Linked DNA regions of Zea mays: region 2 is linked to region 1. A link is a contact called in public Hi-C data. All regions are on one chromosome and are shown on one strand. Each heading gives the region's core, a stretch centred on a gene start, on an enhancer-like site or on the middle of the called end of the contact. The rest is flanking DNA. Distances are from core to core; before and after follow the strand shown. Region 1 holds the start of LOC103654223 (pentatricopeptide repeat-containing protein, chloroplastic-like). Region 2 has its middle 23 kb from the start of LOC100280385.

Evidence for each region. Hi-C and Micro-C count contacts between places; a contact is called where the count stands out from the background.
Region 2: a Hi-C map of ear shows a contact between it and region 1, with 2.3 times the contacts expected there. The contact joins the enhancer-like site here to the promoter of LOC103654223 in region 1. A contact is called at or near these places in 6 of 25 Hi-C or Micro-C datasets (ear, leaf, root tip and 1 more).

Annotation. Positions count from the first base shown.
Region 1 is chr4:183,049,452-183,055,570 of Zm-B73-REFERENCE-NAM-5.0, reverse strand. LOC103654223 (pentatricopeptide repeat-containing protein, chloroplastic-like) reads right to left here and starts at 2,503. Exons shown (of 2, transcript XM_008681053.4): 1 at 1,769-2,503; 2 at 526-1,654. The coding sequence starts at 2,416. The coding sequence ends at 926. LOC100502198 reads right to left here. Exons shown (of 5, transcript NM_001363232.1): 3 at 4,734-4,769; 4 at 3,953-4,654; 5 at 3,009-3,870. The coding sequence ends at 3,334.
Region 2 is chr4:183,107,112-183,113,230 of Zm-B73-REFERENCE-NAM-5.0, reverse strand. No RefSeq gene overlaps it. Among protein-coding and RNA genes, the nearest start is that of LOC100280385, 23 kb to the left of the region's middle. Within about 2 kb of position 2,375, at least 18 of the 20 cell types and tissues checked have an H3K27ac peak or open chromatin away from gene starts, as enhancers often do. A contact at or near this core is called in ear, leaf, root tip and 1 more, where this site is marked.

The sequences.
Region 1 (6,119 bases), core at 1,254-3,753:
CCGCCTGCTCTCGCGCTGCTTCCCTCGCCAGCCTGAGCTCTTCGTCGGTGTTGTCGTCGACAGAAGCAGAGCTGCCAGCTCTACTGCCGCGCAGAACCTCGAGCTCTGTTGCCACCGCACGTGCAGCATCCGCCGCCTCCGCTGCTTCTACTTCCGCTCTTGCCGCTGCCAGTTCCGCCGCCGCCAACTGTGCTGCCCTCGCCGGTGTCGCTGCAGCCGCTGCTGCTGCTCGCTCGCGTTCTTGTGTCGCGGCGACCTCGGCCTCCTGCTGGCGCCGCGCATTCGAAGTGGCCGAGCGTAGGGACATGGTGGGCTAGTGAGGGGTCGCTGCGTGTGGAAGAGGCTGTCTCAGACGAAAGGCTGCTCGTCTGAGCAAGGGAGGAAGGAACAGTTGGAGCTCTTGCTGCCGACTGAGTGTGGGGAGAGGCGCGGGAATGAGATGAGCACGAGATGTTTAGACTGCAGGATAGTTTGGCTCTGATACCAATTGTAAGTAGAGGGACTCTAACTCTCATCAAGAGGATGACACTATGAGTTGGGGCAATTTTCTGTTTATTTCCTCAAACACTACACAATGTCATACCCTTAGAGGGGTTGGGAACACATATTTATAGCCCTAGGGGCTGCACTACCACACCTTCTCACACACACTACACAACAGGATTGTCCTCTAGATGCTAAAGCGACTACAGAGGACAGTCAAAAAATGACTGATGTCCTCTAGATGCTAAAGAGACTACAGAGGACAGTCAAGCTGTCCTCTAAATGCTAAAGGACTACAGAGGACAGTCAAAAGCAGGCTGTCATCTAGATGCTCAAGACTTATTCCATCACCATTCCTAAATCCATAGGCAAAGGCAAAACGCTGAACCCAGATTGCAGCCTGCAGGCATGGCATCTTCTACGTTAACGCAGTATCAGCAACTCAATCCCCATCAAAGCTGCTGCCTCCATGCACATCACAACCATACCTCGTCATCTCGTGCCAGAGCAGCCCAAGCATCTGTCCGATCTCCCCGGCCAGCGGATGGGACTGATCTCCCGACACGAACTCGTGCACGTCGCCGTCGATCTCCACGGTGCTGTGCCCCGGCCGTTTCTTCACCCCGCGCGCTTTCATCAGGCTTCGGACCTTCCCCGCGCCGTCCCACTTCCCGACGGCTGCGTAGATGTTGGAAAGCAGCACGTAGTTGGCGTCGCCCTGGGGATCCAGCTCGAAGAGGTGCTGCATCATCTGCTCGGCCATGTCCAGGTTCCCGTGCGTCCGGCAGCCTGCGAGGAGTGCCCCGAGCACCACTTCGTTGGGCCGCATCGGCATCGTCTCCACCACGTGCATCGCCTCGTCCAGGCGCCCGGCCCGGCCGAGCAGGTCGACCACGCACCCGTAGTGCTCCATCCGCGCGGCGACACCGTACTCTGTCGTCATGAGGTCGTAGTACCTCAGGCCGTGCTCCGTGAGACCGGCGTGGCTGCAAGCCGTGAGGACGCCGGTGAGCGTCACCGCGTCCGGCTTGAACCCCTGCCTCCGCATCTCCTCGAAGAGCTCGATCGCGTCTGTGCACCGGCCATTGGCTGCGAACCCGACGATCATCGAGTTCCAAGAGACCACCGTCCGCTTCCTAATGGAGCGGAACACCTGCGCCGCGAGGTTCACCTGTCCGCACCGCGCATACATGTCGATCAGCGAGTTGGCGACGCGGACATTGCGCTCCAGCCGCTGCCTGAGCACGAGCCGGTGCACCCACATCCCGAGCCCGAGCGCGCCTACCTCCGCGCACGCAGACACGACGGCGACCAACGTGATGTAGTCCGTCTCGACGCCGTCCAGCAGCATGGCGCGGAAGCAGTCGATGGCCTCGTCGTGGCGCCCGTTCTTGACGAACCCGTCGATGAGCGCCGTCCATGAGACCTTGTCCGGGCCGGGCATCCCGTCGAACACCTCGAACGCGGCGTCGACGAGGCCGTTGCGCATAAGCCCGGAGATCATGGTGTTGTAGGTGACGACGGAGCGGACCGGCATTGAGTCGAACAGCTGGAGCGCCAGATGCGGGAGGCGGGACGCGAGGTAGAACCGCGCGAGGCAGGTGGAGAGGAGGAGGTGGGAGGGGAATAGCTTGAGCGCGCGGGCGTGGAGGGTGAGGGCGAGGGGGCTGGCTAGCGGCGAGGATGGGGAGTCGGCGCAGGCGGAGAGAACGGTAAGTAGCGTGACGTCGTTGGGGGCGGGCGCGGCGGGGGAGGAGACCATAGCGCAGAGAGATGCTGCCGCCGCATGCAGGTCACCCTGTCGCGCCGCGCGCGAGATGGTAGACGTCCAGGAGACGACGTCCCGCGGCGCATGGCGCGGTGCGCGTTGGAATTCTTTCGTGGAGCGCGGAGGTGCGGGGTGGGCGAGAGACGGAGGAGCGGCCGCAGCCATAACACCGGGGTAGTTTTATCTCTCCACGAAAGTGCTTACTGATGCGCTCGCTTCGCCGCCTGTCTCCTTCAGTTCTGTCTGTCCGGGTCCCCGCCGCCTCCAGGCTCCTAGCTTCCATGACATCCTCATCCTCTCGTGCCTCGACAAACTTGCATTTCGACAAAATATCTTCAAAATTCAACAGAAACTTGCACGTGCCATTTCACATGGGTGGTTTAAGCATCTATAAAACTATTTAGGCCACAGTAGAAATAATTTGACCACTCGTTTTTAACTCCACTTATTCTGAACGAAAGCATTGGACAAACATAAGCAAGTTCTGTTGAAGAACTGATACACATAATCGATGCTGCAGGAACTAAATAATGTGTACAACTAAATAGAAATGATACATTGCGCTTCTGAGCATCCTTTTACAACATACATGCATCTGAAGGACTATATGCAAGCAAAACTTTCAATGTAGAGTGGATTCCCACTGAAGAGAAGAACTGCAACCTAGATGATTGAGAAGAGAGGGGAAGAGAAATCATCAGATAACAATCACTGTGGACAATGTCCTTGCACAAAAAGGGTCACAAAAAATCTGCAATGAAATTGCACACTGTATTATATTTCTAAGCTTCCCGATATGAAGTGCCTTGCTCTTGATATCTGTAGCAGTGCGCATAGGAGCACAACTATCAGAACCTAGCCCATCTGATATTCCACTACCAAGGAAAGGAGATATTTTGTTGTCATTCCAACAACTTTGTTTACATATCTTCAGTCCGAGGATGAAAGGAAGCCAAACAAAAAAATCTTCCCTCCTTCGCTACAATGATATACAATTCATATGTGACAAACAGAAAAAACCTTTACACCTTCGCAAAATGGGATTGAGATTACACCGGTAACCACAACCAATCTCTCAATAATCAATCCTCAATATTAATTCCACTGAATCTGGACTTCAAATATTGAACAGCAAGCTCTTTCCAGTCTGACAGAGATGCAAATGGCAGCAAACCAGCCAAGCATGGCAGAATAAGTGACACCAAAATGTAAAATGTGTATCGGCGGGCCCAATATGGCAAATGACCAGCCTTGGTCCTGTGAGTCACAGAAATAGGACCATACAGCATGTGATGTAAAAGAGATGGCCAAATATTTCCAAGTAAATGGATGGAGCAAAGGGCCTCCCAGTATATAAGCCATACATTTCCATCCCCGCCCAGTGTGTCAACACAGCAGCTTCCAAAATAACCACAAAGAACTCCCAATATCATAACATTGAATGTTACTGGCATGTTTGGTCCAGTCATTGCAGAACGCTGGAATATCAACCAACCGATTAGTAGGAGCATCAAAATTCCAAAGAATATCCTTGTTGCGGCTATCACATGGCATTTGAAAAGCAGCAAACCGGAGTTGATTGCTGACACTGAACTTGGCATCCACCAAGATGTATACTCCTGCAACAAAAGGGAGCACATGATATGAGCTTTTCATGGCACTGGAAACAACTAATTTGCATTGGAAAAATCTGGTACATACCCTTGAAATTGCTGCACAAGCTGAAGTAGCAGCAGTTATCCGCTGGTACGAATAAATATATGTTCCATATCCAAAACAGACAGACATGAGTACCACTGCAGTAAGGAGCATATCTATAAGTTTCCTGAAAAGTTCTGCATGCTTTGTATCCTCCATTTCAGTCTTGAATTTCTTCTCTTTGAATGAGGCTTTCTGAAATCCCATATGAACTTTGATCTTCTCTAACATTTGTGATTCAGAGCTCAGAGCTAACTGAGATCGACTCAATTGCAATTTTCTCATAGTAAGTCCTATTTCAAGCTCTTTGAGCTCATTTGAACGAGCTTGCTCATTCAGCGATCTCTCAAATACACTAAGGATGTGCTGACCAATTTCTGGATTAGACCTGCTACAAGTAAGATGAACCAACTGATCATTGATGCCTGTATGAAGAACAATCTGGCTATTCATTGAACTCGAGGGCATGTCAGTCTGGACATCATGTATCTGACTTTGTGAATCAGCACCACCAACCTTTATTTCAGGTAATGAATCAGCACCACCCAACTTGATTTGAGGTACAGAATCATCATCTTTGTAAGAACATTGCTCCACATCTTGCTCAAAAACAGGCGTTTCATTGATAAGGTGAATGGTTCTCAATGTACTACCAAAAGCTTTCTCAAAGTTACTCATGAAGCTATGAAATCTGTCACCATAAATCTACACCGCAAAAAAGGAATATAATAAGCTTATGAGAAGCAGAAACAGAGTAGTGAAAAAGAAACTGGCCAGCACATACATTTGTTAAGGACTCCTTCACTGCCGAGGTACACATCTGCATCCAGAATTGGTGTCAGGACATCCATGGTTTGTTCCAAATAGTAATCATTTTAGGCCTGCTAATGCCTAATGGCAACAAACCCAAACCACACCCAATCCATACCCACATATAGTAACCTTGATATCCATTCCACACCCACTGAAAAACATAAGTAAATTAAACCCAATCCATCCAATAATTTTATTGACCCCAAACCAAACCGCAAATGGGTGGAAAACCATGGAAAACCCATGGGTACAGTCGTAGAGCTTGCTTAACCATAACAGCAACCAAGACTGCTGCACTGTCACTCAGATACTTCGAGTAGAGGGTTTACTCCGTCCATTATCAGAGTTACTTAACCCTGCTGCCACCAGCATCTACTCCAGATTTTTATGGTTCCATTAAAGCATCAAGATTCGATGCTGATGCTACATCTGCAGCAGCACTATTGTTTAGGGTTTCATCCTTTCCAGGGATGAAAGATTAAAGAACATGCCCAACAGCACTAATTTCTAGGAATTGCTCTTCGCATACAGCATAGCCATCATCAAAATTCATACAGATTACAACAACGTACAGCTATAAAAAATATTTATTTTTTTTAAAAAAAGATCTACAACTACGCCAAGCCGCCAACGGCCAACCTCTACTAACTTATGGTGTATATATATATTTGACAAATTAATTCTTATAGGCTCTCTCGTCAGAAACACTCTTGGAAGGGAAGATCAAGAAGTAAAGCTCATAAATCAGAAAAGAAATATTTGCAAACTGGCCCTAAACATGTGCATGCAGAGGCGACGTTGACAAAGATGCCCTCTGCTGCGCAACCTTCGCTGCTCATTCCTGCAAAACAGGGTTTGCAAATTGCAACAGCAATTGGTACTAGCTTGATCGCATTCATGAACATGATTCTCCTTCATATGTAGTAGGGTTTTTTTTAACCAGGACAGATTTCTTCAGCTCTGATGGCGACCTGTTGTCTGGCACTCCTTCGATCAAGTCGTCTCTGACTCTGAGCTGAAACTCCAAAGCTGAACCGTGCCAAGGAAGATCGACCCAGCAATGGGGTCTGGTCCGTCCACACACCGGTGACCGGTGTGTCTCCCCAGAGCAAACCCCGGGCCAGTTGGGATCCAGGAGACCGGCTCTTGGCGCCCGTCAACTTCGCTAAACCCTCATCACATCAGCACCCCGTCCCTGACAGAGATTGATAAAGCTAGCACGCAGCCGCAGGCACAAGCTGCCTGGGGGCAGGACGGCGACGAACCAGACTGAAGAAGATGGACAGGGGACGATGGGGAGGCGCTCGCGTCAAGTCGACTGGCGAGCGGACAAGCGCGGGGGTGGGGGCAGTCGGTG
Region 2 (6,119 bases), core at 1,126-3,625, 58 kb before region 1:
AAGTAGCTACATGCTAGTGTCATTCGGTTCCAGACGAATGATCGACTTTTTGAGCTGCATCGCCTCCAGACGAAACTACCAATCACCAGATCAAGTCAAATAGTTCTTGACATTTAGAGGAAGCTCTGTGAAGCCAGTCCTGCTGCCTTCGTGCATAACTTGTCATGAAAATTAACTTTAATTTAATTAGACGTTTCAATTATCCTAGCAATTATTTAAATGGTCATACGTAACCAGGGGCGGACCCATTACAAGACGAGAGTGAGGGCACACTTGTAAAGACGAGTACCAAAATAACATAGCGAAGGCATCTAAGTTAAATTGAGTAGGGGACCTAATTTTGAAAATTTGTACTCTACTACATACGAGAGAAAAACGAGTGGAGGCCTGTGCCCTCACTACATTAATCATCGTAGGTCCGCCGTTGTATGTAACAATTGATTTTAAGTACACTTCATTCTATTTATTGTTTTTAATAGACAAATCATAGAACAAACAATAATATAGAGCATGCATAGAATTTAAATGTGCACTAGAAAATTGTTAAAAAAATTCAAAAGGAATACTATTTAAGCACCACAATTATACCAGAGAAAAAATTAATTATACTCAAAAAAGAAAACACCTCTAAACGATGAATTTCATAAGCTAGTGAAAACATTTGTGGCCGAGACATGCCATGCGTGGCTGACGGGTGGTCTAGCAGTGGTAGCCCATCGATAACGCATCTTAGCATGGTAGATAGGCGCGCCCAAAAGACGCACGCGACAGGCACATCTAGTGAGGGTGGGCGAGCGCGGCCGGTGGTGACGTGGCAGCACACGCAGGTGCGAATAGTGATGACGGTGTGTGAGCATAGTGGGTACGACTAGGACTGGGCGTTCGGGTTTACCCGAAAATTCGGGTCGGGCTTTTCGGGTTTTTTAAATTTCGGGTTTTCAACAGTTGAACCCGTACTCGTACCCGAAATTTCGGGTACCCGCAATTTCGGGTACCCACAAATTCGGGTTTGGGTTTGTGTAAAATTCGGGTACCCGTTATTGCCTTTGACAAAATCACAAACTCAAATCACAAACTCAAATCACACTTGGTTGTTGCCTGTTGGTCCACTCGGGCAATGCATGTGCGTGGCGGGCGCCTGGACGTTGGCCTGGACGGCGCCTTGGTGAGGCCGCGGCGCCTGGACGCTAGCGTCGCGTTGAGCGCTGGTGGCTGGCGTGCGACCGGCTGGACAGGTTGCAGTTGTAGCCTAGGCGATGGCCAATGGGGGGCGTGCCGCAGCCGCCGCTGGTGCCGCGCCAGGAACAGCCGCCGCTGGAACAGCCGCCGCTGGAACAGCCGCCGCTGGTGCCGCGCCAGGGACTCAGGACAGCCGGACAAGGAAGACAGGACTCAGGAGTTAGGGTTGGCTGGATTGGGAGGTTTCGATTTCGTAGTAGGCTGCCAACTGGGCCGTGGGCTGTGGAGCTTGCGCTCGGCCTGGCGCCTGGCGGCCTTCTAGTAGAATGGATATCGGGTAGAATGGGTACTTCGGGTACCGCGGGTTAGTACCCGATTAGGCCCGAACTTAGTTCGGGTATCCAGTTTCATTACCCGCTGGAGCTATTTGGGTAACGGGCTTCGGGCTAAACGGGTATGGGTTCGGGTATTTCGGGTATAGGGCTTCGGGCTCGGGTTTTATGCCCAGGCCTAGGTACGACGGGTGACGACTGGTGGCGGCGCACGAGCGCGACTGGCGATGGAGTGGCAACACGCAGTAGTAACGGGCGCGCCGACGCGGCTTGCGGCGGTGGCATGCAATTGCAAATCAATCTGACTGTAAGGATTCAATATACAACATACATCTGACCGTAAAAATTCAATTTATATCATACATCTGATCGCAAGACTTTAATTTAGATTGAACATATGAGTTTAGAATTGATTAAGTATGCATGCGGAGATAAACCCTTTAGCATAGAATGGTTCGGTAAGGACGGTGACTTGCCGACTTAGTGGAGGGTTGGTATAGATTAGATTCATAACAATATTGAGGTAGAGAAGTGTTGATAACATGTTCTATAATGTTATTACAGATTTCTGAATTTGAGGTCTAAGATCTTACGTCGATAACGAGAGAAGACTTATTTCTTGTTTATCTTCCTGCGGCAACGTACGCAGAGACAGGAGACAATTGGACGGGATCTATGCCTCTCTAGACGTGCTTCAGTGATTCATTCCATGGTCGACGAGGAGCTCTGGACTCTGGTGGTTTGTCTCCGGATGTTCGGCACTTCACACTTCGGAGCAGCGACACGTGGCAACTCAGAGCTAGAGATGGGAATGGAATGGGATGGGAAAGAAACTCTGGACTGAAAGGATGAAGATGTGAACTGGAGGCCCACGGGCTCGTTTTCTTTATGAACCAAATTTCACTACGATCCAGATAGGTCGTTCAGGACACTGGATTAGGGCCCCCTGTTTCTCTTTCACTGCTTCCGCAAAAGCTAGGGCGCGATCTGACAGCATCAGGCCGTGGCATCTAATTAAAAATTGGGCTTTGCTTTGGGTTGGTAGTCAGCACATAGCCACATGGGTTAATTTAAGCTTGCGTGAGGTGTCTGCGTAGCTGGTCCAGCGTGTCCTAGCCTAGAAAGACTAATTAATACATGTCCTTTTGACTTGAGCATCCGATTCCTTTTTTTTAAATGTGATAGATTTTCTTATATAGGGTTCATTATCAACTTCGTTCATCGTATTGTATTTCCTACGATGGGGTCAATAAAACAAGATCCGTGATACAAAATACTTCGGAGAATTTTTATGTGCCAGCAACTTGTGCATTAGATATATAGCTATTGTATGGGTGAACCTACAAACAAGTTATATAGATGACCGTTATAGAAAATACTTTACTCTTAATATTGTTGTTTATGATGTTTAACACCAAGGTTTGCCGAAACACGAGTCATATAAGTTTGTGCGTGCTTCAGGGGTATGTTTGGTTTGGCTTTTGAGTTTGGTTTTCTCCGTAAAAGTCAAAGTCTAAATCAAAGGGCTAGATTCAAAAAGCAGTTTTTTCTTCTTCTAAAAACCGACTTTCTCGTAGTGCAAAACTGAAAGCACTACTGGACCTGCTTTTAGTGGCTTTCGGATGGAACTGTGAAAACGTATATCGAAGAACTTTTAACGGATTTTAGTGGTTTCCACCAAACGGTTTTTAGCTTTTTAACAGCTCACAGACCACGACAGTTTTTTCCACACCTCACAGCTCACAACAACTTTTATCAAAGCCACAACACAACCAAACACACCCTGATAAGTAATAGCTCTTGCTGACGTAAGCAGCGTCATGACAAGCACCTCAATGTTGTGCAGAAAAAGCAAATACGAATCCTCAAGATAAGGAAATAAAATTGCATGGACTCTGAGTTAAGACCTAGGCGTGCAGTTACTCCACTACATGCTCATAGTTGTGACTTGTGAGAGTAAAGGAGTGTTTAAATGCACTAAGATAACAGTTAGTGGCTAAAATTAGTTGAGACATCCAAACACCTTAGCTAATAGTTGAGCTATTAGCTATTTTTGTTAAATTAGTTAATAGTTAGACATTTATTAACTAGCTAATTTCATTATCAATTTTTAGCCAACTAACTATTAGTTCTAGTACATTCAAACACCCCCTAAGGTTGTTTGCTTTGTAGGATGATATAATACAGCTTATAAATTATATAAGCACCTAATGACCTACTTTGAATTATCGTAATTTAGGTATTTAGGTTATATAATCCCTCTAATAATTTGTATTGTTTGTTTGCTCCTTAACTTATTTAAGTTGGATTATATAATCTTAAAAGCAAACAAACAGGGCCTAAGTATAATAAAAAGTTATGGATTGTTAAATACTAAGATAAACAAAAACAAAAGGATGAGAGCCGAAGGAAGCGTATATGGGAATCGTTGACCCAAGTCCACCAAATTTCATTCACAGCACAAGATGCTTTTTGTTGATTGATGAGGACGGTTGACTGCCGTGGCGTTAGATGTCCTAACGTAGCCGTTAGGACTTAGGCCTGGCCAAACATGTCCTAACGTATAATTTAGTGTCTCTTTGGGACGCCTCCCGGTCCCGGGAGCTCCGGCTCCCGGCCGACCAACGTCCGACAGCCTATGTGCGCAGGCGAGAAACCTGCAGCCGCTCCGGCTTCGTTAATTCTATGAAATGCGCTCTCACACGGAATTACTCCCTCCCAAGAGCCGCAAGAAAGTGACTCCATTGCCAGAGCCATACAGTTGAAAGAGCTGGAGCCCGAGTATTTTGAAGCCCTCCCAAACACGCCCTTACTATGCGACGTACTACTACTTAAATGTCTGAATAGAGTCCCCCAGTCAATCCCTCCAATCCATATGGATTAGATCAAAATGAACAGCCCATTAGCGGTACATTGGCAGGGATGGATTTGCCTTTGCTGTCAAAGAAGCATCGCTGATTGAGCGATTGGTCCGGAAAACTATTCAAAGCAAAGCGCAAGTTAGCTCGAGCAGGTAGCTTTGCCTCTTAGCAGTCAGTCACGGTCAATTTTTCCCCCTTTATTAAAGAGCTGCTCATTTATACGTCAACCTAATTTCGGTGCAAAAAGATGCTAAACATGATGCACCAACTGCAAGTTTCACTAGGGCTTTCTACGAATTTATGTATATGTTTTTGTTTGTGTCGGCAAAGATGCGTACCACTGTTTTGTTTCTGTTTGAATTCTTCTCAAGCTGGAGGCCTTAGCTGAATGAATTAGATGGTATGATCAGATATTGAGTTTTATTTTTCGTAGGAGCAAATTTGAGGATGGAGTTAAAAATATCTTACACGTCATAGTATTTGAATCCATGTCAAGGTTTATTTTGATTGAGTAATCAATCATCATTTCACTAATTCAGGATCTTGCTACTAAGTCAATTGGAGCATAAGAACATAGTACAATTGTTCCACGTGAAGAAGGTGACATCACTGATTAGAGGTTAGCCATTTGCCCTTTGTATTCCCGATATATTCCCGATGAGCTCTGCTGAGCACTTTTGGAGTTGATTGGACCAAGACAACAAGGTCGGAACTGAATTCATTATATCGTAGAGACGTATAGTAATCGAGTCAGTTTTCAACTTTGTCTTGAATAAGTTTGGAACTGAAGCCATCAGATTGTGGAGATCATAATTCGTAGCTGACTCACTTTCAGTTTCATATCATTTTACGTGTGCTTATGCTAAGCCTAATCCCCATATATAATACAGAGTGTTCTTCTTGAAAGGCACGAGAAATAACCAATCCACTACATTTTAGGCAAGTGATTTCTTGGCGCTGCGTGATGTAAGGCTTCTCCATACCTGACGTTGTGTACAGTGTCAAGGGCGTCGGGCCCGTGGGTAGGAGGACCGCGGCTCCGAAGGTCGTAGCCGCCGTCCGTGTTGCCGACCGGATTATGCCCCCAGGAACGGCGGTCTTTGTCAACGGGTTATGCCCCCTGTTGCTGATTAGAGAGAGAGGTAGGAGACTGAGATAAAACTTTCTTGTCCTCATCATGGGTGCTTACAGGGGGTATATAAGGCCATAGGCCAGGGCTACTAAAGGAAGCCACTAATCACTCTTATTCCCTTCTAAATCTAGCCCGGATTATTAAAGGAAAGCCATCAATCACTAATCACTCTTATTCCCTTCTAAATTTAGCCCGGGCTAATAAAGGAAAGCCATCAATCACTAATCACTCTTATTCCTTCTAAATCTAGCCCGGACTAATAGGAAGGCCATCAATCACTTTTATTCTTTCTAGATCTAGCCGCTAGGCCTGGCTGCCTGCTGGATCAGGCGTCCTGCGCGCTCAGCCGCGCGCCGCACGTCGCGTGCCCTGTGACGCCATGTGTACGTATTTCCGTACATCACATCTCTCCCCTCCTCGAGAGGCAGCTCGTCCTCGAGCTGAAAGAGTGGGTATGAAGCGCGGAACGTGTCCACATCCACCCAGGTAGCCGATGCCGGAGAGGCTCCCCGCCAGCGAATGAGGACCTGCCGAACTCTCCTGAGCAGCCGCATCTTGACTGCTTGCTCTGGCTCTGGAATAACTGCGCCGCGGCGAACCGGAGGTAGAGCTGGA